2 separate regions of the Capra hircus genome follow, and region 1 is linked to region 2. Evidence: chromatin contacts called from public Hi-C data. All regions are on one chromosome and are shown on one strand. Each heading gives the region's core, a stretch centred on a gene start, on an enhancer-like site or on the middle of the called end of the contact. The rest is flanking DNA. Distances are from core to core; before and after follow the strand shown.

Region 1 (3,569 bases), core at 490-2,989, 37 kb before region 2:
CTGGCTAAAACGGTCCTCAGGCATGAAGCGGTTTCATCCTGCTTCTCCTCCCTTCCTTGTGTGTGCCCCACACTAGGAGAACCTGCTTAAAATGTGATTTCCAGGCTATGACGTCAGAGGAAAGCCAGCAGCTCCAGCCTATGCCAGCTCTTCCTTGATCAGCAGAGCTGAGCCTAGCCTTGTTCACCCTGGAGGAAAGGAGGTTAGGTAGAGGAGAGGGGTCTCTGGGGGCCTCTAGTCCTCATATATGTGGCATTCAGAATAATAGGGAGAGACTATTCCCAGGCCAAAGTTCTGGCTTCCCCATTGCCTTAAATACCAGCGAGTATGTGATTATCTCCGTCACAGATTCCCCCTAACCCCAGTTTTCCCCTCTCTAAGCTGGGTCAGGCCTGCATAAAGGAGGAGGGCACCTTAAGTCTTAGAGCCCTTTGGGTTCTGCCTGAGAGCTTGTCAGCAAATCCAGGCTGGAGGCAGTGATAGGTGAGCAGGATGCCTGCAAAGAGGAAAAAGCCCACTAGGTGGCGCAGCTCACCCCCAGTGTGGGATTCCCTGGCCCTTGCCTTTCCTGCACCAGTCAGTGGGCTTTTAAAGTCCGCTGAGCAGGATGCTTTATACCGCAGTTCCTGGAGTTGCAGGTTCATGAAGAAAGCATCCTTGTGGGTGGATAGGCAGATATGAATTCTCAATCACTTTCCAACCCCAGTTTGTGTGCAGAGGAGATAGTCAGACCCAGCAAGCAGGTACTCCCTTTGGGGAAGGATGAGGCACCTCCTGGGAGCAAGGAAATTGCCAAGCTGACCCTAGGAGGGTCATACAGCCCAAAGAACCCAACTTGGGCTTCTAAAATATTGTCAAGAGAGGGACAATTTGGGCGAGCGAGAGGGACACTCACCTAGATGCAGGGTTCCCTGGAGCTGACTCCCTTATGGCCACAGTGGCAGTTCCAGGTTGCCCCTAGGTTTCCCGTCCCCTGCCCCTTCCCTTATTTTCATCATGGGTACTGTAGAGCTGAAAAAGGAGACAAAGACCCTAATCTTCAGACCCTGGAACCTCAAGGTATTTTTTCCAGCAGCCAAGGCTGACTCCTGAATGACCTACCTTTGCCTGACCTCTTTCCCAAACTGACCCCAGCAGCCCTGCACACCTAATGAATTACTCTCTTCTTTTGTCCCAGCCAGATGAGTGATCAATAAGTAATGCTGCCTGAAATATTAATGGCAAGTTTTACACCAGCATCCCTTAGCCGTGCCTGTCATTGGGGAACTTGAGAGTTGACAGAGAAATGCATGGCCCCCAAAGAGCTCCTTTATTCCTCTTTTCTTTGCCAAGATTTCGACCTGTCCCCATCTCCACCAGATCATGATTCATTGCCATTAGGTGAGAAGAGGACGGGTCCCCCAGAGACCAACTCAGGCAGCTTCCGGAGGAGGATGGGGTAAGCTAAACCAAGCAGCGACCCTTCTTGATTCCTTTGTCTCCTCTGATGCAAGTGAGATCCCATTTCCTCTGTTCCATGTCCAGCTTCCTGAGTGGCAACTCAGAAGGAGACCTGGGGCTTCCCTCCTCTCTCTGCTTCAACTATTTTAGAGACTGAGCAGAAGGGACTCATGCGCTCCCAGACTTCTGGCCCTGGCATTCTCTTCTGGCTTTCTTCTCCCTGGAAGAAGAGGAGGAAGTGGAAGCTCTTAGCCCTCTTGAGCCCACCTGGCGGGCTTCCCAGGGCGGGGCGGGGGGCCAGCCACCCTCCTTCGGGGAAATCAGGCCCACCCAAATCTTCGAACACGCAGTGCCCTCTGCTCACGTGCTCTTTGTCTCCTGCTTCGCTTGGTGTTGTCTTGCGTGTTCTTCAAGTCTCAGCTTAGATGTGACACCTCACCTGGTCCAGGCCCCTGTGGCCTTCTCTTTCGTGTTCTCTTCCCTGGCAGCACATATCACCCTGTTTCATCATTGCCCATGTGTCCCCACTAGACTGAAAGCCCGGGCATAGGCGATGGGCCTACCTGGTTCACCACTGTTTCCCCAGCATCTAGTACAGGGCATGGCACACTCTAATAATTCAGCACATTTTTCTGGAATGTACGAATGACATCTCTGCAGCATTCTTCCTCTCCCAAAAAAACACCAGCCTTCTATCCTCAGCATCTCTTTGCAGAGCTGTTTGCCTGCACCTGAGGATGGGTGTCTGCACTAAACAGCAGCTGCCCAGACCACCTACCCTTGCCCTGGCCGCCTGGCATGTGCTCATGCTCGCTTGCTTTGCCCTTCTCTCTCTCACACACAGATGGGAGTCAGCTTTCCAGCCACATTCACTTCTCACTTTAATTCAAAAGCTAAATTGGGAAGAAGAGCAGCTTCACACTCCCAATTTAGCCTGGGAGAGAAAAAGGGAGACAGTCTGGATGTTGCCAGGGAAAGGAGAACATTGGGTCTGGGATGGGTAGTGGTGGCAAACGTACCCAGAACCCAACAGAAAGCCATGAAACCCCCACCCAGCTACTAAAAATAAGTCATCCAGAGGTATGACTCCAGAGTGATCCCTGTGAAGCCTCTTTCCTGCGATGGTGCAGCCATTCTGGGCACTACCCCAGCCTAGGGATGGGATTAGAGGTGGTGGAAGAGATTCAGGTTATCGGAACTATCCATAGGCGGAGATGCTGCTGCTTAGGTCTGTGGTAGTAGGAAACCAGAAAGTCCTTCTTAAATCTAACTTTAATCTATTTGGTAACTGCTGAGAGGCCGGAGAAGGTAATGGCACCCCACTCCAGTACTCTTACCTGGAAAATCCTGTGGACAGAGGAGCCTGGTAGGCTGTAGTCCATGGGTTCGCTAGCAGTTGGACACGACTGAGTGACTTCACTTTCACTTTTCACTTTCATGCATTGGAGAAGGAAATGGCAACCCACTCCATTGTTCTTGCCTGGAGAATTCCAGAGACGGTGGAGCCTGGTGGGCTGCCGTCTATGGGGTCGCACAGAGTCGGACACGACTGAAGCAACTTAGCAGCAGCAGCAGCAGCAGAGAGGCCTGATGAATGAAAACAGAATCCATAAACAGATAGTTGCTCATTAATATTCACAGCAGCATTATTCACAATAGTCGAAAAAATAGAAACAACCCAAATGTCCATCAAAAGATGAGAGGATAAAAAAAAAGAGAGAGATGAGAGGATAAACAAAACGTGGTATATACATACTTACTAAGCCTTAGAAAGAAATGAAATTCTGATACATGTTACAACATGGATGAACCCTGAAAACATTACAGGCACAACAGACACAACAGGACAAATATTAAGGACAAATATCTTCCCTTACAGGAGGTACCTAGACTAGGCAAATTTATATAGAGAGAAACTCTAATAGAGGTTATCAGGGGCCAAAGAGGAAGCAACAGGATAGAGAATTCATGTTTCCCTATCCCTAGTGTTTCATGGGTACAGAGTTCCTGTTTGGGATGATAAAAAAAAAAGTTCTGCCTGTGCACACTGGTGACGGTTACACAGCACTGCACATATAACTGAATGCCACTGAATAGGACACTTAAAATGGTTAAAATGGGATATTTTA
Region 2 (3,465 bases), core at 853-3,352:
TGGGTGAGGATGAAGAATCAAGCAGAAGGGGCTGAGCCCAGGCAGGGTTTCTCACTAGAGTGCTAGAGCCAGGAGTCTGACTGTAAGGGAAACCTAGATGGTGCTAACATGGAACCCTGGAGGCTGGAGAAGCAAGTTAATTTATACACTCAAGCCAACCCTGACTCACAGGGAAGTGACTTCAAAACAACTTTCATAACTCCACCTGGATGTTGGCCACCTTTCCCTTCCCAGCTCTGTCTTTGGCTTCGTGCCACTCCCTTATTCTCTGATCCTCCCTTTTCTCATCTCTAACAAGGAGAAGAAGAGGCCTAGATGAAAAATAACAAGATCCCACATTTGGTAAGAGCACTGAATTTGGAGCTGTAACAGCTGCTCATGTTGGCTCTCCTCATTTCCTGCATGAGCATGACAGGTCGTTAAGGCTGCTCTCTGGGCTTCAACTTTCTTATCCCTTTAATTGGGAGTTTGGGATGGTAAAGTCCAAGCCCCCTATAAATGCTGAAATTATGATTCCTTAAGTAGTGAAGGGGTGTGGTTGTGGACAGAGGACTAGATCTGATCTCACTCTTGTCCTTTCTATGAATGAGTTTTAGGCTTTAAGATAGCAGTGTTGCCTTCTTCCCTTCATCCCCAGGGTCGCTCAGTGAAGCAGGAGTCAAGGGTCCCCCAAGAAGTCTTGTTCTTCATACTGTCTCATCTCACCCAGCACTGATCCAACTCTAAAGCTGATTTCATCTCTGAAGTGTTTGACTGACAGAAGCTCTTGTCCTGGCACTGCCTCTGCTCTCATCCTTCCAATCTGGGCCCAATTCTTAGGTTCAGCACCCCCAGCCCCTCTGGCTGGGGATTTCTCAGCTGTACACCCTGCAGCAGAATTAACTCTTCTAATGCATTCTCTACTGTCCAGTCGCTTATGTCTGACTCTGCAGCCCTATGGATTGCAGCCTGCCAGGCTCCTCTGTCCATGGGATTCTCTAGAAGCCGCAGTACTGGAGTTGGTTGCCATGCCCTCCTCCAGGGGATCTTCCCCACCCAGGGATCGAACCTGTCTCCTATATTGACCTTGAGTCAAACCCAAATTCTGAGTAAAAACCAAACTTGAATGAAGGGTCAAACTAAAGTTGTGTTCTAGATACTTTGTGAATCAACTGGAACCTAAACATTCATTATATTACACTGTTTCTATAATGGATGTTCATGATGAATGTTCATGATGACCTTAAAACGTTAGTTAGTTGATGCTTTTAGGTTTTTTCTGTATTTCTGAAATTTCAAAGATTTCCTTAATGAACATCTTTTTAAACCTCTTGCTACATCAGTGAATACTTCCTGTGAGAAAGTGTATTCTCTTAATAACCACATATAGTTATCAAGTTCAGGAGCTCAGAAACATTGATACAATATTTTATCCGTAGTCCACATTCCAATTTCATTAATTGCCCTCAGCATATCTTTTTAAGAGCAGAGGCAGATGCCCTAGAAATTCCATTATGTGTATACATTCTTCTTTGAAGATGCTGGATCAATTACAGGGATCCTCTACAGAGTCCAAGGGAGCTTCTTTTATCTGTTCTCAACTGTGGCTGTGACTGAACTGTCAAAACATACATGTTCTGAGGGAAGGACATAACTGCTGCTAGATGAATGTCTTCCAGATGCAATCCAAGTTGTTGGTTGTCTCTGAAAGCAGAGGTTGGTGAGGTGAGTTGACTGGTCGTCTTAGCAGTAGCAACACCTGTTCTCTCTTCTTGAACGAATAACGACCTGTATTTGCATTGGCTTTGGAACCAAATGGGCAGATATACAACAGAATGAGACATTGTTTTTCTAAGGATTAAATGCACGTTACATAGCATCTTCTCTGCTACCTGGTAACTGTCCAACAAATGTTAGTGATTGTAGTTGTTTTTCAGATGGCCCACTCAAAGCCCTGGTTCTCCTCCCTGTTATTCATCCCTGCTTTCTTTGGTAGTTTGCCTTCTCCATATAAGCCAAATCTTAAACAAGCTGTCCCAGGAATCTGTTAATGCTTGTCAGAAATCTCCCTACCGGAAGCAACTTTCTTCTGCAACCAGTATCCTTAACTCTAGCACCACCTTGTGGTTTGCAGTGCAGATTCACCCAGGCCACTTAGAGAAGACCAGAGCTGGTGTAGGTGTGATCATCTCCCAGCTGAGTTCTTGCTAAGTGCCACTGTGTATTTCACGTGCCTTATTGCATGTAATCCTTACCACAATCTATAGGGAGCAGGCATTGTTACAGGTAGGGAAACTTCTGCTCAGAGACATGGCCAAATGTCTCTAGGCAGCATCTCTATTCATCAGATATTAGATCTGCTCACTATTATATCCTGATAGCTTTACAGTTGGAAAGGCTCTTTGAGATTCAGACTCATCCTAACACTGATACGGCACTGAGAGATAGGAAGGGACTTATGTGAAGTCATAAGTTCAAGTGGCAGAGACAAAACCAGAGATGTTTGCCTAAAGAGCTGATTCTTTGTCCTGGGCTCTTCACTAACCCCAGGGTGAGCTTACCAAGCAGTTTGACTATACCCAAAACAGAGTCCTCAGACATGTTTGGAGTCGAGTGTCAAAGAGTATCCTGGAGATAAACTGTTTCCACATATACTTCTAGTGCCAGTTATCCTCAATAACTATGGCACCCATTACTTCCACACCTCTTGGTCAGTCAGTTCCTGTGTCCCTGGGAGGCACAGTCCCATCAGGGTGGACTTGGCAGGTAGGCGTCCCAGCAGGCACACACTCAAATTGGCAACAAGGGAGAAGCTGGCATGAAGTTTACATTCCATCTTGGCATTCAGCCCTGAATACACTATGTCTGTCTAGGAGCACCATGGCATGAGAACTGGAGCCAGGGAACAAAAGATGGCAAGTGCTGCAGGCCCAGACAGGCAAGCACAACGGCCCACATAACCGGCACTACTGTGCTGCCTTCTAACTTTTGACTTCAAACTGCAACTAGGGGTAGAAAAAACTACCTCTGCCATGCATGGGCATGTCTGCCTCTTCCTATAGGGTGACTGGGTTTCATCAAGGCTATCATCTAAATCAGATGAGAAACTGGACAAAATTATGCTGAAAAAGCAAAGTGACAGAAGAGGTTCTCTTACCGGTCAGTTTTGTTAATACTTCTTAAACCTGGACAAAGAAAATCACGTACCACCTTGGTACTTCAACTAGGCTTCCTAAACTACTAAATAGGAGCTCCACTTTTGGGAAAAGAAATGAAACAAGAATCCTCTTCTGTTTTAACACATCCTAGAAGCCCTGTTCCATTGAGCCTGCCTCTGACTTGCCCTTGAATGAGGTTACTGCTCTTCCACAGGTACCAGGTATGCAAGATCAGAATAGGGGAGGCTTAGTTTGCACCTTTCCATCTGGATCCGCTGTTGACTCAAAGGCAACCAAATGTAGAAAGAGAATTTTGGAATTAAGCCTG

The links. Hi-C and Micro-C count contacts between places; a contact is called where the count stands out from the background.
Region 1: a contact with region 2 is called in a Hi-C map of blood, with 3 times the contacts expected there. The contact joins two enhancer-like sites. A contact is called at or near these places in 3 of 5 Hi-C or Micro-C datasets (all in blood).

Annotation. Positions count from the first base shown.
Region 1 is chr7:60,668,796-60,672,364 of ARS1.2, reverse strand. No RefSeq gene overlaps it. Among named protein-coding and RNA genes, the nearest start is that of EGR1, 8.2 kb to the right of the region's middle. Within about 2 kb of position 1,739, at least 1 of the 5 cell types and tissues checked has an H3K27ac peak or open chromatin away from gene starts, as enhancers often do.
Region 2 is chr7:60,632,303-60,635,767 of ARS1.2, reverse strand. No RefSeq gene overlaps it. Among named protein-coding and RNA genes, the nearest start is that of EGR1, 28 kb to the left of the region's middle. Within about 2 kb of position 2,102, at least 1 of the 5 cell types and tissues checked has an H3K27ac peak or open chromatin away from gene starts, as enhancers often do.